Regions from separate parts of the Mus musculus genome. Here region 2 is linked to region 1. A link is a contact called in public HiChIP or PLAC-seq data. All regions are on one chromosome and are shown on one strand. Each heading gives the region's core, a stretch centred on a gene start, on an enhancer-like site or on the middle of the called end of the contact. The rest is flanking DNA. Distances are from core to core; before and after follow the strand shown.

Region 1 (7,283 bases), core at 3,073-5,572:
TATCTGCACAGGAGAAACGCTGTGTGAGGATACTCTAATGCATTCATTCTCCAGCTCTTCATTCAATAACGCTGGTTTTTTACTGGTATAATTACACTATGAAAATCAACAAATGTAGCATATGGAAACCTTGCCACATGCACCAACGTCTAAACACACTATTACAAAAAAGGAAGCAATGTCTTCCAGGTGTACTTTGCAAAAATCAGACATGACATAGGAAGACCATTCATAGACAGTATGGCGTCTATCGCCAGGACCCTAAATTACCCAGCCATGTAGCTTACACACGGAGCCCTTATTTTCCTAAACAAAAAGGTTTATCCTGACTCATGCTATCATATTTATGAATAAATCAAATGAGGCCAATTGTGGACACCGATGCTGATATAAGTTGAATCAAACAATAGAATATCCACCTGCTATGCCTGATAGATACAAACAAACTAGTATATGTGTATATACAAAGCAACCTTATGTGGTGGTTTGAATAGGAATGATCCCCATAGACTCATATGTATGAATGTTTGGCCCATAGGGAGTAACACTACTAGGAGGTGTGGCCTTGATGGAGTAGGTGTGGCCTTGTTGGAGGAAGTGTGTGTTCCTGTGAGGTCAGCTTTGAGATCTCATATGTTCAAGCTAGGCCTGGTGTGGTAGTCTCTTTCTAGTGCCTGCAGATCAAGATGTAGATCTCTTAGCTCTTTCTCCAACACCATGTCTGCATGTATACACCACCACATTTCCCCACCATAACAATAATGGACTGAACCTCTAAAACTGTAAGCCTCAATCAAATGTTTTCAAATAAGTTACCTTGGTCATGATGCCTCTCCATAGCAATAGAAACCCTAACTAATGCATCATAGAAGAGACTACTAATCTTGAACACACAAGTGTCTGGTGCAATCCAACAACAAATAAAAACTAATATAGTGGAACAAAGAGAGAGAAAACTAGCTTTTAGACCAAGTTACTCTGAAAACCTAATCTAAAAATGTATATAAATCAATGAATTTTCCTTTTCGTTTAATTAGACTGAAATTTAGATGTACTCACTGATACATGTAAAGACTCAGTATTTGGATTTTTAGATGAAAAGGTTACACAGAGAAAGTAAATATTCTTATTTCTTCTATTCATGATTCTGTAATTTTAATTAAAGAGCAAGCTTGTGACAGGCTGAATTTTTTATTGTACATTTTTGTTTGTATGTTTAATTAGAACTGCATCCTGTGTAAGTAGAAAACTGGAGTGAGTCCTTGATATAAGTTTGCATAATTGAATTGGTTAGTAAGTCAGAGGAGGTTACATTCTGCAAGAAGTGGAGTGAGTTGGAGTAAATGCTTGTTTTCTTCTTTGGCCAAATAAATATTTGAATTCATCAGCTTTCACTGGTGACTGTCCCAAAGAAAAGGAATGAAGGCTGTTCTGACCCCGCAGTTCAGTGGAGATTTCTAGTGGCACAAAATAAAAATGAACCTTGTTTTTTTTTTGTTTTGGTTTGGTTTGGGGTTTTTTTTTTTTTTTTTACTGTTGTTGAATTTATTATAGAAAGTTGACTACCAAATACTGCATTATACTTTCAATTGTTACTAGGTGGTGATGCAGGTGAAGTCAAGGGTTGAGGGAACAGTCAGGGTTTCTGCAGACAAGGGTCAAAGAGCCTCAGATGCCCTCCCTAGGAAGTGGCCAGGCCAACAGGTCACTAGGCAGAGGACATTCCTTACCAACAGACTCTGGGCACCAAAGTTCACAGCCAACTGCACACACTTGGGCTGGTCTAAGCAGACTAATGCTGGACAGAGAGGGTACAACCTTGTGCCATCCACCTCTCCTCTGTGCTGTGCTGGGCTAGACTCAATGCTGGGATACATCAGCCTGTGCAGAAGTTTGTGCCTTCTTTAAGGGATACCTGACATAAGCACTAGGGAAACCTTGCTTTGGTCTATGTTTTCTCGATGTTGCGTGTCTAGAGAAAACCGAAGGAGTAAGGCCATCATGAGCATGCTTCAAAAAGTCTGTGTGTGTGATTTCACACGCAGAATCACTAGTTAGTCAAATGGCTCTTCATTGTCTTCCAGGAGTCTGGATTGCCTGCGACTGGAAGAGTAAAGACAAGTCTGACAACAGGGCTGTGTGCATCTGAATGAAAGCTGTCCTTTGTGCTGCAGAGGGAGACTCAGAACAGTGAATACTCATTGTGAGTAGCTCGGTTACATTTCAAGGCAGAAATAGCAAGCATCTCTGGAAACAGAATCTTCCTGCTTACATATTCTTTCCACTTAATTCCCTGTTTCTTTTCTCCACGATCCTGAAATTATTCAATATACAACATATGTTTATTTACTTTTACTTCAATTCGCCCTGCACTTCCCAGATTGAAAGCTCTAGGAAAGCCATGGTTTGTTTCTAGTTATGTTCATTGTTGTATTCTCAATACCAGAAACGGAACTTGATGAATAATAAATGTTCAATAAATATTTGATTAAATGGATGGCCTATCAAATGGCCATTTATGACAATCAATTCATAAATTAAAACCTAAAAATGGCCTCTTTTGGGAAAAAGAGGGCTTGGGGGGTTTTATTTGTTTTTAAATTTAGTGCTCTTTTTCCTGTTTCATATTTCTAGGCACAAGAACGGCTCTTAGGATACCACATGGAAGCTGAAATCACAAGTCTTAAGGGGTCTTGACGTCCATCAGGATCCTTCAGAGGAGAGCTGCACCCAGGTCAGCACTGACGCTCATCTGGCAACAGCAGCTCTATTACCTAGAATTCAGAACAACAGAAACATCGCTGTTGTTTCCAAAAACAGGGCTGATGGACCACATGGCAGCCACTGTGTCCAGGGTGGCTGTAAGCTCCCGTGTGGGGCATGTATTGTGTTACTCCATCATTGGATCTTTAGTGACTATGGTAGCTCCTAGCCTATAAAACCTTGGCATCACTTACCAGAAGCCTAGAGAAACTCGGCAAGCTCAGCAGCAATCTGGGGGCCCTTGCTCTTAAGGTACAAAACAGTTTGGGAAATATGCCCAGAATCTAGGAGATAAACTCTATAAAGGTTTCCATGTGCTGCTGATACAGTATAGACTTAGAAATGGGTTAGTTCAATCAAGAAGTACAAGTTGAAGAAATTAGCTGGGATGGACAAGTTATATGAATATATAAACAGGAAAAGCATTGGCAGAGAATGTGTACTGCCTGAATCCACAACTTAAACACTAGCAGGAGCTTCGTTGCTTTGGAATAGCTATGGAACATGGTGTTCTGAGGACATGTGTATTTATGGAGAGGCTATGGAACTGGCAGCTGGACTCGTGTTTGGGTGGCTTTTTTAAACCAGCTGTGGTAATGTCACTATTTGTGAATTAATTAAAATAAAAATATTTTCTTTCAAAGCAGTACGGTTTTTTTAACTTAAATTTAAATCTTTGTACCTTAATGGTTGAATACAATCTATGAGATCGTGTCAATTTGCTTAACGTTCTAACTGTAGATAAATATTCCAACCTCATAAGTAACTGACAGGAGACCCCAGCAGTCAAATACTACACAAAAGACTCAGTAAGGCTCACTGGAACGTTATCTAATAGATTACACAGAGGTCCCAGTTGTCCTCTTATTGATTAAACTGGAAACTTTTATTTTTATTTTTATTAGTAACTATGCACTATGAATATAAAAAATCGGTTATCTATATTCATTTTGTTTCAAAAGTATTGATTTTAATAACCTTTAAACCATTTCCAAACAAAACTATTTCCAATACTTCAAATTTTTTATTTAAAAAATAACGTTTTGAAAATGAGTAAAAAAAAATACATTTCTCATCTGGTATTTAAATGTCTGAAATGCCATTTCTCTGAAGCAATCACCTCTTTCCTAAATATGCTAATAGCAGCTGGATTTTATGTTTATAATTATCCTCTACTATCCCCATTCAAGATACGTCTTATTGTACAGGGTCTCCTTTTTCAAGATTGAAAAAAGGAGACCCTGTACCTTTAATAAAGGAACTGGTGAAAGCTTTCTTTCCAAATTTGTTCCTTGGCTTCCAAGTGACGAAACTAGCTGTAATTTGAGAGTCCTGCAATCCTCAGGATATCTTTAGCCAAGGGGAAAGAAAACGCTGCATTCCCACCCAGTCCAGGGGTTGAAACAGTGTCAGAACAGCTTCCCTTAGCTACTAGCTCCGTCTCCCTGGAGCCAGAGGGAACTCCGAAGGTGACCGCAAAGCCAGCGCCTGGAGCAGCAGGTCCCCAGTCGGTGGGTCGGGCTATCCTGCTAAAACAGCAAAGGTCCAGCCTCTCAGTAGAGAGAGGATCAGGGACGCTGAGGAGCGTGGTGCACACCGCTGCTGCGTAGAGCCACATGAAGCCTGTGGAGGAACCAGGATCAGAGAGCGGCAAGCGAGCTGCGCCTGAGGAGGGCGCCTTCTCCCGAAGCCGCTGACACCCGGGGGAACCTTTTTCCTTGTTCCTGGACTAAAACGCTTCTCCCGAATATCCAGAATGGTGTTCCCGAAGTTGATCTGGATGGGTTTCTTTTGCCACCTGTGTCGAGGCTACTTTGATGGCCCCCTGTACCCAGAAATGTCTAATGGGACTTTGCATCATTACTTCGTGCCTGATGGAGACTATGAGGAGAATGATGACCCCGAGAAATGCCAGCTGCTCTTCAGGGTGAGTGATCGCAGGCGCTGCTCCCAGGGGGAAGGGGGCCAAGCCAGTAGCTTGCTGAGCCTCACTCTTCGAGAGGAGTTCACAGTACTGGGCCGCCAGGTGGAGGATGCTGGACGCGTCCTGGAGGGCATCAGCAAGAGCATCTCCTACGACCTGGATGGGGAAGAGAGCTATGGCAAGTACCTGAGGCGGGAGTCCCACCAGATCGGGGATGCCTACTCCAACTCTGACAAGTCCCTCACTGAGCTGGAAAGCAAGTTCAAGCAGGGCCAAGAGCAGGATAGCCGGCAGGAAAGCAGACTCAATGAGGACTTCCTGGGGATGCTGGTCCACACCAGGTCCTTGCTGAAGGAGACACTGGACATCTCTGTGGGGCTCAGAGACAAATACGAGCTGCTGGCACATACCATCAGGAGCCATGGGACCCGCTTAGGTCGACTGAAAAGCGACTATCTGGAGGGTGGGGCACAGAAGACAGGCTAATATTTCCATTGTAACTGCTTCATTTTATCCAAATTTGCACTTTCAGAACACGTCTGAAGTCATCTTTCGAAAAGAAAGAAAAATTTTAATAAGTTGAGTTATTCTGATTTTAGTTTGGTTTTGTGCATTATTTATGTTATTATTAAGGATTTTTCACTTGCAAAAAAAAGCAATTTTAAACTAACCCCTGGGTTATTTCCTAAAGGGTTTTATTGCTCTAACAGAATCTCTTCTTTCGACTCCATCTAAAGGATGCATTTGTGTGGAAAGACTGATTAAACTTCCACATCCTGGCGGGGGACGAGGTGCGTGGCTCCTTTGCATCAGCAGGCTTCTCTTTGGTCTCTGAAGGCTGAGATGCCTGATTTTCAGATGAGGTCCCAGGTGTGTGGCATGCCTGCCAGACAAGGAAGTTCATTGATTCTCCTTTCGCTCTTATTTATTTACCATGTTCTTAGTTGTTTCTGTTTTGTTGTAAGAGTGTTATTGAGAATTTGCATGCAAATCACCACCAGTAAGATGTTCAAAGTTCCATTGTGGGTTTGTGTAAGTTGAAGATGCAACATTTAAGATAGCAAAACTTTAGGGTGGTTGCCCACTCATGATGTGTCTTTCACTTCACCATCAAAGAAACAGATTGCTTAACACTCAAGTGTCTATGATTTAAGTTGTCAGCATGTTTTTTTCTTCTTGGACTCAGATAGCATTGCTTCCTTTTGTTTATTGAAAACTTATATTTCCAGAGGGAGGGTCTAACTATAGAAATCCCTTATGTACATTTTATTACTCAGCCAATAAATGTTTTCATATAATACTGGCTTTTTTTCTAGTTTACAGTCATAACTCTCATATTTCAGAGAGGGACTAGTGCAAAGGAGAGGGGAGATAGGATTGAAGCCAGTTTATCAGAGTATATGATAAGGATGAGATTTTAAAAAGAAAAACAGAGGGAGAAGGTGCTGTATTTTTGAGTATCTTACCCTGTCTGCTCACATACACCATCCTAGTAAGGGGTAGTGGGATCTAGCCTGTACAAGAATTATACATTTGATTTCCACTCTTCTGATGGAAAAATCTTAAATTTCTCTCATTTTTCATAGACTCCATTGGAAATGTGTGACAAAGGTCCATATCTCCTATGCACTCATTCTGTGTTAGTGATGCCTAACAATTTGAAAGCTATTTCTATGCTCTTAAAATAAATGAATTAAAATGTGAAAATGCATTTTATTTCAATTCTTCCCTGGGCCAATATTTATCACCACCTTAAATATACTTTCTTTCCACTTGCATCCACACACAAAGTATGCAAGAGTTCACATTCTGTTCAGCAGTGATCCCATTTTTCTATCCTCTATGCAAAGAAAGGATTTATCTGCTATATACATTTGTCTCAGGGTTACTTTAAAGGGCTTCCTTCTTTAAAGGAAGGACAAAAAATATTGATCAGAACAAATATGATATTTGGTACTTGAGTTTGTAAAGTCAGATTGCTTCCAGCCTGAAAATAACAATATTGCCCCAAAAGCACTCAGCTACAACATACAGACAGACAAATCAAATGGAATCTTCTTATTTTGCCTGTTGTAATAGGATATTGGAATGTATTGAGGCTGGAAAATGGTTTTTCTTCTGCATGTCAATCTCAATCAGTTGTTAATGGCTGCCCACCAGCTTATGTTAAGAAGGATCTCATAGGCACAAATTTGAGTGCTGCTAAAATATAGAGATATCCCCATGGGAGCAGGAAGAGGTATGATGACATATCTGCTACAGACCTGAACACTGAAACAGACTACGGGCAAGCTTCTTTTTGTGCTAATATTATGTATTCCAACAAAACCAAAATATTTCAATAGTGGCTAAATAAGCAGCCTGTGATCCCCCTAGTCTTGTGGAGATGATCTCGGACAGAAAATGAGAATTTCCAGGTAAGAAGGAGATGGTGGTAAGAGACCTCGACAGACAGTCTAACCTTATGGCGGGGACCCAGGCCTTCCTCCCTACTTTGTCATTAGACATTAGACTTGGTTATTCATACCGTGATAGATACTTGCTGAAAGCATTGGGCTTTACTTCTTAGACAATGAAATGTGTGAGAATCAGACAT
Region 2 (7,283 bases), core at 1,278-3,777, 120 kb before region 1:
GCAGAATGCATTGTTTTATTATAGTGTTATCTAACATGTAAACTTTACTGCTTTACCTACAATGAAGACTGCTTTTTAAAACAATATAAAATAGAATAAGATATATTTGCACAAAGGACAAATTCTCTAAGGAACAGAACCTGTTCACAGTAATGTGTAAAGAGCTTAGAGATACACATTTGAAGCTTCCCAACATAAAGAAAAGATTGGATGTGTTAGGGAATGCGAACTACCTATGACTTTAATTCCATCTACCCTGTGCTGTGTATATGAATCATCCTATAAATATGGGTAATTGTGCATCCATTAAGACATTTAAGTCTACAGTTGAAAATATTTAAAGTATATTTAAAATTTTACAAAACCAAGAATTTCTGGTATCAATACGAGACCCTTTGTGATATCTACTATATCACTATGGTTCATTAAAATTTTGAGAAAAAAAGATTTTCCTTCGTCTCAAAAATATTATTATTACGAATATCCTAATTCCAATGATCTTTTTACTGGCACTGGAGATCAGTGAGGATACGGCAGTAAAGTCAGGTTCTATTTTTTTTAAACTATGCACTCTCATGCTGACTCACTACAGAAAGTCAGTCTTAAGAATGAGAGAGTAAGGCCACAGAGAGGGATGTGCCAGTTTTATTGAGACAAGGCTGTTCAAAACTCTCTGTGAAGCGGTGACTGTTCAGCTGAAGAAAGAGCTAAATAATCAAAAAGAACATAAAATGTGTGTTCTGTTAAAAAATTTAAAAATAGAAAAAAAAATTTCCTACCTGAAAGAAAGCAAGGAAGGACCATTGAAAGGTTAAAGGAAAAATGACAGCCAACTATATATGCTTCCAACGTGCTCCTAACATAAAAAATAAAATAAAATAAAATAAAATAAAATAAAATAAAATAAAATAAAATACCTGTACTTATTCTATGGCAATAAAGACTTCTCTCTTAGAGCACTGAAGGAATTTGATTTCGTTTTGTAGATGTTTCTGGGAGAAACCTACTTGTCCCGAACACTTTGTCCTCTTTGTTTTGTTTTGTCTTGCTGCCTTCTTTCACTGTTGGATCTCTGAGCAAACATTCCAGTTTGTCACCATGTCAATAGCCAAATCGGGCTGATGATGAGAACAGTGTGCTATATTAGTAAAAGAAAAACAAGGTTGTAAACCCCGCTTCAAAGTCTTCATGTTGCTCTTGGCCATAGCTGGGAAAGGGCTTGACGCAGTCAAGCAAGGAAAAAAAAAAAAAAAAAAAAAAAACAGTGCAAACGGTGCTTCAAGATCAGTGATGGGAGCCCAGTTAGCCGTGACATAGACTTTAAGACTAGTCTCTGAAAGGGTAACACATAGTCCATATTGTGCAAACATGCATGAAACGAACAAACACTGGAAGAGAACAAACACTCCCTCCTTTCCACCGTTCTGACTCAAATAAATTTCTATTTCTCTTATTTGTATGTCCTTAGCTATGCGTTGTAGATTAACTAGGAAAATCCACCACATGGACAAGAACAAAGGAAGAATTTTTTTTAAACCATACCCTGCTTCTCCAAGCTTAAAATGTTAGTAGTCCCATCTCTCCATATAAATAATACAATGTAGGCAATGCTGATGTTAGGCAGCCGACAGGTGAGCATCTGTTGATCTTGACGTTTACTTTGTGTCCTTATGAAGTGCAGATTGTTTTGCCATGTAATGCCTTCTTCTGAAAAATACAAATAACTGTTATATTTCATAATGTTGCATAAAGTGTCACTTAGGTGATATAATCAAGGTCAGTATCTGATGAATGTCAGCACAGACTTTTAAGCCCGAGTAAATTAAACACTAAGGACAAGATGGATTGTCTATGAGGACTCACTAAGTAGAGCAAGGCCTTACGCATTTCTAGCATTCATTTGATTTGATTCACTGTGGATGCCATTACTAAATATTTTGCCTCTCACTGCAGCTGCAGTCCAATGTTATATTGATATCTCTTATTTATGGCCTCAATAAATATTGAGGAGGACTCACATTGTTCTGAGAAGAATGTATATGATGCTTTTCTGGGACTTTGGACGTGGACCTTCTGTGAACATAACTCTTGGTGCTGATTAATGGTTCCTCCTGATTTATCTGGGCAGTCCACCTGCTGGAACACTGCAATCCCTGCTGAGGCTCAATCTCAGGGCAGTTCTGTCTCACTTTCTCTTGGAGAAGAGTGCACCGGGCAAGGGCATGTCAGATTTTTTAAAAAGAAGGGTTGTTAACAGGAGTGGTTTGCTGAAATAAAGTAGGGCTCCTGAGAGCAGACCTGGGTGTGTCCCGCAGACAGTGGCTTTGCCTTGGAGCAGCCACCAAGGCCTTATGTAACAGAGGGCCTGCTTGACTCCAGCAGGAAACCCAAGTCCAGACGACACCCTGGCTCCAGGCTGCTGCCAGGTAGCAGCTGACTGTCTCCTTTCTTCTCTGTTCCCCATGCGAATGACCCAGAACAGCTTTTCCCCTCACAGCCTGAATTCATTAGATTTATTTTCTCCCAGCCGTGCTGTGGAGGTTGAATTGCCCTCATTCATAAGCTGACTCCAGACCTAGAGAAAGAGACAGCAGGATCCAGCTATTGCACCTAATAAAATGTGTTCAGTGGAAATCACAAGAGATGACTGGATGAAAAATTCTAAGTTATAAGGAGCCTGAGGAACCTGCGCTGGGAAGCCAACACTCTTCACAAGGTTTGATGTGTAAAAATGCTCTGGGCTTCACCTTTAAGCAAATCATGAGCCTTCTCACCCCTGATCACCAGTTCCTTCTGGATTTCCCAAGATTCCAAAGGGGCTTCTCTCAAGACAAACCCTGAACTTTTAAAAGAAGGTAGTTGGAGCTTAAAGACAGAGCAGATGGAAGGCCGTGGGTTTGATCTGCAGCTCCAGTGCCTTTTCCGGCGTTACTGCCTCCCAGTCTTGATTACAGTGCAGCTGGTAATTAGCCCTGTCAAGAACTTCGTTTGTCATTAGACACTTCGCACATTGCTACTGTGGTTTAGTTTCCAACACAGCATGTTCTACTCAGATTTATGTTTTAAAGATTCAAGATTAACTATTATATCATAATTTAGTCAATTAAATAAAACAATTGTATAAAACTGTCCTGTCTGCCCACCTCCCTTCTGGGCTTCTGTCCAGGTCAAGCTGCAGAATGTGCCTATGAACACAGTAAGGCTTTGCATGGGAGTCCTAATGGGTCCTCTGTTGAAAATCTGATTTGAGCCATATTTCTACTTAAAGATGCCTCTTATTTTGGGGGGCTGGTGAGAGCAAAATTATAAATAGAACAGAAATGCCTCCTTGATATCGTCTAATCAGCTCTACCATCCTTGATTCCCTACCCCCTCCTGCTATGTTTTACATTACTAGGTAAAGAAGTGAGTTTTACTGTGATGTTTTCATACATACATGCATACATACATTCATATATACGTGTATACATACATACATGCATATCTTGTCCATTTTGTCCAAGTAAACACAGTAGCCTATAGTGTAAATATGTTCCTTAGTTGAATTTTACTAAATGTCTCTGAGTTACAATCCTTCTGTTGTGATGGAGACGGAGGGAGGGAGGGAGGGAGGGAGGGAGGGAGGGAGGGAGGGAGGGAGGGAGGGAGGGAAAACTCTTCCAAGGATATGAACTAAATAAATACCTATTTTAAGTTCCCTTTATCCTTATGTCCACAGCATTTAATCTGAAAGTTTACTTGTTCCTTTTCAGGCTATGTTGTTTCATTTTAGCCTACGTCAAAAGCCATCAGCATTCGATCTGGACCTCTAATTTGCCTCTTAATTTCTCTAAACACTGTTATATGCATCATTTTAAAAAAATAACTTGGTTATCATTATGGGAAAATGTACTTGGTCATATTTTTCCTTTTAAATAGCATTAATAATTTTAATAAAAATGGAAGCAATACGAAATTTAACTCAATATTCTGAGGTCCTCAAGGAAACTAAGTTGACAATGATTATATAAGCATCAATTTGCAGAGCACTGAAATGTAGATAAAGAATGACCTGCAGGAACAAAACCTCTCAAACTTGTAGCCTAGTAGGGAAGATAGACACGGAGTCCAATGAGAACCAAAATGGAAACCCGTCCAAAAGCCATGGAAGAATATGGAAGGACTAGTTCAACTGGAAGGAAATAAGAGCTTTTCTTAAGGAATATTTGAACTAAAAATTTTAAGAGTGGAGTTTTTGGAATGACTTGAGTACTTTAACCTAGCAACTGCACACTGCATAATGCTTTTTTAATGGCAAGTATAATGTTGTAGTTGGGATATACTACTAGAAATATGCAGTGTAAAAGACAATATTGTTATTGAAAGTCATGTTTACTACCTAAGAAATTTAAATGTTTTTTTAAGACTTATTTATTTTATGTGTGAATACACTGTCATTGTCTTCAGACACACCAGAAGAGGGCATCAGATCCCATTACAGATGGATGTAAGCCACCATGTGTTTACTAGGAATTGAATTTAGGACCTCTGGAAGAGCAGTCAGTGCTCTTAACATCTAAGCCATCTCTCCAGCCCCAGAAGTTTGAGCTTTTTGTGTACACTAATAAAATCATTGTGGATTGTAAGCAGGGGAGATCATAACAATGTATATTAGAGGGACTCCTCTGTTAGCAAACTCCTATTGAAAACTAATAAAGTCCATAGCAAGATGACTGTGTTTTCTCCAACTAAAGCCCAAGGTAACGAGGCAATAGCAGTCTGGTGATTATAAAGTGGCAGACAGAAGGAACAGGTGGCAAGGACAACAGGACTTAGTGTTTCCAAAAAGTATGGCTAGTGCCAGAGAAGGAAAAGTTCAACATTAATCTAAAAGGTTTAGTGTTTTCAAAGAAGACTAAGTATGCAACAGTGCAACCCGAAGCATGGATAACCTATGAGTTGGTTTCGCATTAAAAAAAAAATAGTGTAGAGCCAAATCTTTCCCAATTTGGGGCAGTTCTGTGTCGTCAGATCATAATGTCCTAATCTAAGAAATAACAGCACAGCCCAGGCTGCAGTTATCGCCTGGGGCTGCTCTGACATTCTTCAAGGTTATGTATGTGGCTTTATTTTCTAAACTATCAAACCCATTCACAAAGATTTGAATCAGTAAACTATCCAACTTGCCTCTTTTCCTGGAGACAACTTTAATCAGTATGGTGTCCCCTCATTTAAACAAACAAACAAACAAAGCTTTGACCCCTAAGAAATTCAGTTGTTAAAAAAGAAATTAGGTTAAAGCAAAGATTTTCTAATTTTAAAATATAATCTCACAAATTTGGGTTAAAAAAATTGCTGAAGTGTTAGACAATGAATAACCCCCATTCAAGATCATAAGCGAAAAGTTTCAAAATAGAAAAGAAGAACAAAGGCAACAATTATGGAAGCCTGAAATATCTCCATTTCCTGCACCTGGTTCACATGTGCGCACTTCCGATATCACGGGATAGCTGAGGTCATGGATGATGCTGACAAGAGGCACAAGAAGAGGCTGGAAGAGATAAAGTCAGGTCAGTTAGAAAACAGAAAAGCTGATGCCTTCTTCACTATCAAACAGTGGCATGCATCATGTGGACACTAGCACCTCCTTGTGTCTTCTTACACTGAGAAATCCTCATCTCTGATACCACTTCTCATTGGATGGCCAGGTGTCTGGGTGGGAAAGAGGATCCCAGAGACATTCTTTTGAGAAGATGTGATTTTAGCCCATGACTCTCACTAGAAATCTAAGAAGCGAATGGAGAAGAAGACATAGGATGAGTTTCCTGAAAGATGTGCGCTTGGAGCGTGGAAATTCTGCCCAAAATCAAATTAAACAGCCCTTAGTTTCTCATATATACATGGTTTTGCTCCATATTCAGATTTTAATCTAGAAAGAATTAAGGAAGTTAATAATAAGCAATGAAAATAAGATAAATAGATAAAGATATTAAAGAGCAGGACAACAAGAGAGTATAAATGAATATGGTTGTAGGATTAAGAGAAACAAAACATTGTGTATTGCTCTCAGCATTGCCAACTCCTCCCAGCTTGAGGTTTCTTCACAACATCATGGTTTTAATGAGAAATATCTCCAATAGGCTAATGTATTTGAATACCAGCACTCTGTGTAGGAAATTATAAAAGTAAAAATCATCATTTTGACTTGTGAGTAAAAATATTACTATTCTTTCTCTATTCTAATTGCTTAGTTTGAACAGTATTATACTTATGGAAGTCTAGTATGCAGAAAATACATTATAGCTGCAGAAATTCACAGCCAACCAACATGATGGTGTTTGAATAAAAATATCATTTTAGTGTTGCTTTTTATTATTAAAGTATTATATTTTGCATAAATTTTATAGTAGAAAATCAAATATCAGGGTCACAGAGATGGTCTGGCCAGTAAGGATGCCTTTTGCCAAGCCTGATATCCTGACTTCAATCCCTATGGCCCTCATGGAGAAGTGACACCCACAATTGGTCCTCTGACTTCCATAAGCACATAGTGGCAAAAATAAGTAAATGTATTAAAATGTTGCACATTGAAATTACTACATTTTGTCACTTAACTTCTTTGTCTGGCTATATGTTTGCCAGATGAAATCATTGTTATAAGGCATCTTTGACTTGGCATTATTGTAAATTTTGCCTAATTTTTCAAAAATAAAACAGAATCATTTAAGCTGGCTTTGATTAGTAATTGCAACAATTCATTTCTGCTTATTTCCTGCTGCACAATATAGTAGTTGAGCAGCTATATGTACAGCTAGAAATGTGGATAAAAACTACCAAGTCTAGGAACTTTCATACACTTACTTTAGGGAGAAAAAAAAAGATTGCTAAATTTTTCAGTTGAAAAAATTGCTCAATTCTCATACTAAATGATAGTTCTTTATAGCAAATCAGGCACTTACTGGCACAATTATGTAAGGTTAAAATGGGTTTTCAACATGCTGTTTGCTTTACAACAAAATGGTTGTAAAGCAACCATTTTGGTTATCTTTGAAAAAAGATCAAGTTATAGCAATGTCTCCACAAAAGAACTTCAAATAAGATGTAATCAGGAGGTTTACGATCAATATTGAAGATAATTTGCTTTAAAAGTCCATAATATAGCTTTAATGTTTTTGAAATTACCAATCTGCCTGTTCTAAATGATCTTTTTAAAGGTGGCTCCTCGAAATCATCACATGTCATTGTTGATTTTGTAAAATGCTTTTGGATTGGGTAGCCTTAGCAAACTACAGCATCTTGAAAAC

The links. HiChIP or PLAC-seq counts read pairs in DNA pulled down with a chosen protein or histone mark.
Region 2: a contact with region 1 is called in an H3K4me3 HiChIP or PLAC-seq map of embryonic limb bud, with 2.5 times the contacts expected there. The contact joins the enhancer-like site here to the promoter of Fibin in region 1. A contact is called at or near these places in 4 of 39 promoter capture datasets (the SN4741 cell line, cranial neural crest, macrophages and 1 more), 2 of 484 Hi-C or Micro-C datasets (embryonic fibroblasts and embryonic stem cells) and 3 of 115 datasets of contacts at active chromatin or transcription factors (embryonic limb bud, heart atrium and neural progenitor cells).

Annotation. Positions count from the first base shown.
Region 1 is chr2:110,360,032-110,367,314 of GRCm38.p6, reverse strand. Fibin (fin bud initiation factor homolog (zebrafish)) reads left to right here and starts at 4,322. Exons shown (of 1, transcript NM_026271.1): 1 at 4,322-6,390. The coding sequence starts at 4,520. The coding sequence ends at 5,173. The region is part of intron 2 of Gm30319 (a long non-coding RNA gene); the gene reads right to left.
Region 2 is chr2:110,482,090-110,489,372 of GRCm38.p6, reverse strand. No RefSeq gene overlaps it. Among named protein-coding and RNA genes, the nearest start is that of Slc5a12, 110 kb to the left of the region's middle. Within about 2 kb of position 2,527, at least 37 of the 459 cell types and tissues checked have an H3K27ac peak or open chromatin away from gene starts, as enhancers often do. A contact at or near this core is called in embryonic limb bud, where this site is marked.